Regions from separate parts of the Mus musculus genome. Here region 1 is linked to region 2. A link is a contact called in public HiChIP or PLAC-seq data. All regions are on one chromosome and are shown on one strand. Each heading gives the region's core, a stretch centred on a gene start, on an enhancer-like site or on the middle of the called end of the contact. The rest is flanking DNA. Distances are from core to core; before and after follow the strand shown.

What was found. HiChIP or PLAC-seq counts read pairs in DNA pulled down with a chosen protein or histone mark.
Region 1: a contact with region 2 is called in an H3K27ac HiChIP or PLAC-seq map of oligodendrocyte precursor cells, with 3 times the contacts expected there. The contact joins two enhancer-like sites. A contact is called at or near these places in 2 of 15 datasets of contacts at CTCF or cohesin (large pre-B cells and pro-B cells), 3 of 484 Hi-C or Micro-C datasets (B cells, the CH12 cell line and Th1 cells), 4 of 115 datasets of contacts at active chromatin or transcription factors (acute myeloid leukemia, extraembryonic endoderm stem cells, liver and 1 more) and 1 of 9 other capture datasets (embryonic stem cells).

What each region holds. Positions count from the first base shown.
Region 1 is chr2:65,283,724-65,286,764 of GRCm38.p6, forward strand. No RefSeq gene overlaps it. Among named protein-coding and RNA genes, the nearest start is that of Cobll1, 46 kb to the left of the region's middle. Within about 2 kb of position 1,753, at least 80 of the 459 cell types and tissues checked have an H3K27ac peak or open chromatin away from gene starts, as enhancers often do. A contact at or near this core is called in oligodendrocyte precursor cells, where this site is marked.
Region 2 is chr2:65,151,117-65,154,431 of GRCm38.p6, forward strand. Cobll1 (Cobl-like 1) reads right to left here. Exons shown (of 14, transcript NM_177025.6): 2 at 1-51. Among named protein-coding and RNA genes, the nearest start is that of Gm13594, 81 kb to the right of the region's middle. Within about 2 kb of position 1,410, at least 8 of the 459 cell types and tissues checked have an H3K27ac peak or open chromatin away from gene starts, as enhancers often do. A contact at or near this core is called in oligodendrocyte precursor cells, where this site is marked.

The DNA of each region.
Region 1 (3,041 bases), core at 503-3,002, 130 kb after region 2:
TAAGAGAGTAAGAGAGCAAGGATGGAACTCAGCCCCTTATATAATGAGTCAGACATACCTGGCTGTTGCCAGGTAACTGCGGGGCAGAGACAAGCAGGGATTCTAACATTCCTCCATTTTGGATTAATTAAAAAAAAGGAAAAACTAGACAGGGGAGATGGTGAGGCAGGAATAGGGTCATAGCATAGTGATCTTTAGTTACCTCCTGCTGACTTTAGGGCAATGTGTCTCTGGGAAACCTAAGAAAATGGGTATGGGGATGTTGGTCCATTCTTAAGAGAGTTGGCTGTTTCCTTGCTGTCTAGGGTCTGTGGGACCATCTGTGGCTAGGAAGGAGCAGGTAACTGTGGGGTGGAGCTTAGAAGGAATGCTAACGGGCTCCATGGTGTTGTTTTTTCTTTAAATGAGCGTTTTGTTTTGCTTTCCTATTTCTTGTCTTAATTTTTTTAAAGTCTGTTTTGATTTTGTTTTTGCTTTGAGAAAGGGAAATAAAGAAAAGGAAAGAGCATGCAATTGGATGGGTAGGGGCAGTGGAGACTGCCTGGGAGGAGTTGGGGAGGGGAAATTCTACGATCAAATTATATTTTATGAAAAAAAATTGAAGTTAAAAATTGATTAAAAATAATCCCCCAATTTCTCCATTGTAAGGAATCTGTTAGGGTAACAAAATTCTATTTGTTCCTTTAAGGACTTCTGTGTTTTGGAGCTGTAGGGAGAAGTCAGCAGGAGCTCATCTGACAGAGGTTGTATGCACATATTCATAGTGCGGTTAGACCGGAGTCAGCAAGCAGGACTGGCTCAACCTCACTGTAACTTCCCATGAGTAAAACAGGGGGCTGCATATTACATTACGGCTCAACGATTTCATGTCAGTTTTGAAGATTCATGATATATGTGCTTCCACCGCAGAGCAAACAGGTTATGTGCAGCACTCTTAGAGCTTAATATACTTTTTATATTCTCAAAACATCCTCCTGCGCTCCCACTATCGAGCCTTGGTTCTGGGAAAGAACACCGAGGCACAGAAGAGTTCCGAGTCAGGCACATGAGCTTATACACAGGTGCTCTAGTAGTAGCTTTAGGTCCTGGCAGTGACCTTAATGAGGAGCTCTGCCGTGGGGTTGTTCACCCAGCCTTCAGAGAGCCACTTTACAATGCAGCATTACTTACTGGCACAAGCTCCCTGCCATCATCATCAGTTCTCACCTTTCCTCTACATCAGTGCGCTACAACAACGGCTCTCTTCACACTTTTCTCTCTCCATCCTAGCAGTAGAGCCCTCTGGTGCTTCCCCACTCTATTTCTTACAAAGTGAATTAGAAAATACTGCCCTGTGGGGTTTAAGTAAACAAACATGGACTACTGTGTTTGGAATAACTGATGGTTTCCTGATATGGCTGGGTCGTCCTTTATTTACCTACCCCTAGGTCAAAGAAAACAAAAATTTTTTAAAATATTATATAAAAAGTCCTTAAATACCAAAGACACTATCTTTCCTCATTGATTGTCAGAGGCCACAGGCAAGCTCTGGAAATGAATCAGAAAACTCATTCTGGGTGGGCATGGTGGAGCAGCCCTATAGTCCTGGGACTTCAGAAGTGGAAACAAGGGGCTTTGGAAGTCAGAGCCAGAATGGGTTACATGAGATGCTATTTCAAATCACAGCAGCAGCACCACCACCAAAGGAGAGCTATCCTGCACTTCTGGCTCTGGGGGACAGTGCTGCTGCTCCTCAGGTAGCAGAGCTCACAGTCTGACCAGAGTTCCTGTGCTGACTCACCTCGCCTGTGGAGGCCTTGGGGGTTGGGGAGTCTGCTGGAGCTGCTGGCAAAACAGCAACTGTTTTGTAATGTCTGTCAATGGTGCTATTTGTTTTGGCCTTTCCTCCATAAATTTGGTGGGTAGCCAGGGCAACACAGGGTATTCCTTAGACGAGAGCTAGGCATAGCAGCTGCATGAATCTCTAAGTGGTGGACGGGAAGCAGTGGCAGAGGATGCTGGCCAAGGCCACATTGGAATAGAACTTAACAACTTACCTGCTCAGATTTGAATAATGAACTGAAGCAAAAGAACTGTTATAGCAGGCCTCAGCATGCAGAGAGATGCCTGCTCCCTGGGGGGCTCTGCATGTCATGCTGGTGGCCAAGAATCACACCAGGACTACAGCTGAGAAGTTCCTCTCAACTTCCAAAAGTATTGGACATATTTTATATTTGTGATCATAATTACAGGGCAGTGTGAAAAGCTTGAACCGGTTTGGGGGATAGGTACACTCATATTTCTGAGAAATGAGAAAGAAAGAATTAATTGGCATAAAAACATGAGCGTATTTGCCAGTTGATTAGTAAGTACCATAATAAAACATTATGGGGAAAGCTCTATGTGGAGACTGGGTGTGGCACACACATTTAAGTGATGAGAACTCCATTTTCTGTATCCATTCCTCTGTTGAGGGACATCTGGGTTCTTTCCAGCTTCTGGCTAATCAAGAAAGAGCATGTCGATCTACTTTTTACAAATGTTATGTGTGTGTGTGTGTGTGTGTGTGTGTGTGTGTGTGTGTGTGTGTGCATGCGCATGTGTGTCTATGACCATGGAGGTCAGGAAAGGGCATCGGGAATCTGATGACAATATATACCAGGAATAAGGATCAAGGTAGCAGGAGTTGAGCTGCCTGACAGTACTGGGCACAAAACCCCAGTCCTCTGAAAGAGCAGTTATATTTTCTTAACCACAGAACCATATCTCCAGCCCTGAAATGTGGATTTTTTTTTTTAACTGTTCCACAGGGTTGGCAAAGAAGAGTTCCACGTGATGATGGTCACAACATCAGAAGTTCTCATATTTTAATCTAAATACATAATCCTTCCAAGACTATTGATTTTGAACTGTATTTGAGTCCTACGAGCCTATAAAAGAACTCCGAAATCCCCTTCATTGCTTTGGGCCTATGTAGCCAAATAATTCCTGAAGTTTTTAACCTGTCTTTTCTTTAACTGCAAGGGTCATCACGCTGCTCCTTCTTGCTTTAACTTCATGTA
Region 2 (3,315 bases), core at 160-2,659:
GTGCCCTTCGTCTCGGCCGGAGGAAGAGGCGCCTTCCCTTTTGTTTTCCTGCTACGAGAAGAAGAAAATTCAGAAAATAAAAAAGATGCTTTCCAGTATCACCTAGTTTTATTAAAGAAAAACAACTAAACAACAACAACAAAACAAACAAATGAAAAACCTTAAGTTTTTATGACTTTCACATCAGGAAACTTTTAATTTATTAAACTGAAAGACATGAAATATAAATGGCCAATAAATACATGAAATATATTCATCACTAGCCCTTAGAGAAAGAACCTAAAATAGCACTGTGATCTCAGCTCGTCCTAATCAGAACAATGGACATTAAGAAAACAACAACAACAACAAAAAAAAACCAAACAACTAACACTGTTGAGATTTACAGAAAAAGGAGCCCTTACAAACAGTTAAGTATGACAGTAAACTGGTCAAACCACTTTGGAAATCTGCATGACTGTTGTGGGTTAAATCACAACCAATGGACTGTATGACCCAGCTGTGCCTCTCCGCTCTTCACTGAAAGGGTATTTAAGTCAGGATACCATAGCATCCTTGTTAAAGGATGTTCACTGCCCCACTATTTACAACAGCCACACTGTGGAATCATCTTAGGAGTCCATCAACAAGGATGCATAAAGGACACGGGTCTATACACACAGAACGGCATATGATTCAGCTGTAGCATACAATTATATCACCTGCAATAAAACGGATGCAACCGAGGATTATGACAGTAAGTGAATTCTGGCTCAGAAAGACAAATCGTGTGCATTTTCACTCATTTGTGGAGCCTTGACTTTATATAGGTACTATGTGTATTACCTAAAGGTAGAAAGAAACTATGTGAATGAAGATGAGTAACAGGAGAGGGAGACAGGAGGCAAATAAAGGACATGGGGGTGAAGCGAGAAGGGCACTGTGCATCTGTATGAAAATGGCCTTATGAGACCCAGAGCTCTCTGTGTATAATTATCATATTCTTAAACAAAAAAGGCAAGGTAAAGAGACTCCCTATTGGCCTTCATCCAGTTCAGTGTGTTCAGTCCTACTGAAGTAAGAATATCATCTCTTCTTTGATGAGATAACTTATGAACAATGTCTCAAGATGGACTGTTGTACTGTACACCTCACAGTGGTCTCTGAGTCTTTCCTGATTTCTTTCCAGTTTAGTGTACCCTACTTCTCCATCCAGATAAACCTTATCTATCCTTTACTGTCTAGCTTACTCCCTCTGGCCCCAAACATGCACACAGAGCTTCTTTCTTCTTTGAATTGATGCAGTGTTTTCAACCAAATCTTTAAATCCAGCTATTTTTTTTTTCCTATCATTCCCTGCTCACCAGATCACCACTCTGAATTTACGATACCAGAAAAGAAGCAAGAAAGCTGTAAGTGGCTGTGTTTGGTACTGCTCCTAGCATTGAACAATGAACTCCCTCACTGTCTGTAAGACACACACTCAGACACGACTGTTACCCAGTAGGCATTTTCAGACGAGTTTAACTGAGGCAGGAAAGATCCACCCTGAATGTAGGCACCACTTTCCGGAAGGCTAGGGCCCAGATGGCATAGAAAGAAGAAAGGGAGAGCCCTGGAATCCTAATTATCGTGACTTCCTCACCATGACGGACTACGCTGGAAAATTAGGAGCCCAAATACATTCTTCATTGCTTTTGTCAAACACTTTGTTGTAATGGAAAAATAAAATAATAATAATTTAAAAAAAAAAACACAAAGTAACTTTCCTAGCCTTGTGGTTCACGGACCTGTAAAACTGCTATGTAGAAGGAATATGGAAGGCTTTGGAGCTGTAGGCTAGAGAAGCCCAAATATGCTATGAGCAGAACTGAATGGGCCATTCAGGACTTCAGAAGACCAGAATGCCTTCAGAAACACAGGCAGTAAAGGTCAGGCTCTCCAGAGGGTTCTGAGATGAACAGGACTCTATCAGGAACTGGGTTAGAGGCCATTCATGTTATGTTCTGGCAGCGAGTCTGGCTGCATTATAAAAACCTGAGTGAGTCTAAAAGTAATGGACTGAGTTGTTCAGCAGAGCAAACTTAAAGGCAAAAACATTCGGACTGTGGCCTAGTGTTTGCCTGCGCTCTTTATTGAGGTTTCTGTGAGATTCACAGCAGAAATGTAAAAGTGTGCAGTTTAGCACACAGAAAGGAACTTGAGTATGGTGAAAGGTACAGACAAGATTGTGACTGATGAGATAGCAGCAAAGAGATTAATTAGTGACAGAAAGATATATCTTATACTCTTTAGCGGGTAACAGGAAAGATGTCCTGAGGCAAGACCCCATCTATGGAAGGTACCTACTTTTAGAAATGTAAATTAATTGACAAGAGAGATCTTGAATTAAAAATGCCACAGACAAGTCTTCCCTGTTGAAGGGATTCCCTGCTTATAAATATTTACTCAGGAGAAGTTATTTTCCTAGGTTTCAGTCCCACAAAACACCGAAGCCAGTGCAGCTATGGAAGAGGAGTTCAGATTATTTCTTGGGTTGTCAGCAGATCATGTTGGGCACATCATGCACAAGGTACTGGTTTTATAAGTATGTAAAAAAAAAAATGCAGAACTTCTAGGATCATGGTAGTTTATATCATAGTTGTCATAAAGCCACTTAGGCCAAGCAAAGTTGGGCTCCCTACTTTGAAATACTGCTCCACGACACATGAAGATAATGTCCAGTTGCAGTGAAGAAGCCAGTATGTTGAAAAGGTTAGTACCACTAGATGTCCACTAAGAAAGCTGCAGGCATGGAGCAGAGACTGTCTATGTTAGAAGCTATGGATACCACAGATAGCAGAACTGAAAGACCTGGTCTGGCAAGTCTACTATAGTGAGAGGGCTCATAACCTGGATATGAAGCTGAGGACTAATTAGTGCCAGAAAGATAAATCTTGTACTCTGTAGTGGGTAACAGGAAAAATGTCCTAAGAGTAAGACCCCATCTATGGAAGGTACCAACTAGTAGAAACACAAATCAATTGGATAAGACAGATGTTTTCCCTGCTTGGTCTCCCTTCTTTTGCCTCTATTTCTCCTCTTTGGAATGTGTATATCTACACTGTCCCTCTGTATACTGGAAGAAACAATAATGTAATTTTTAAAACTTATTTTACAAGACCTCACAGTTAATTTACTTTGGGTCTCATACGACACTTGGACATTTGAACAATGCTAGAACTGTTAATAATTTGGGATTCTTACACATGAAACAAAGGCCTTTTGTTTTATGAGATGGCCATGAGACTTTGAAGACTATAAATTTGGGATTATGGCTTAAAAACTGTTTGATTA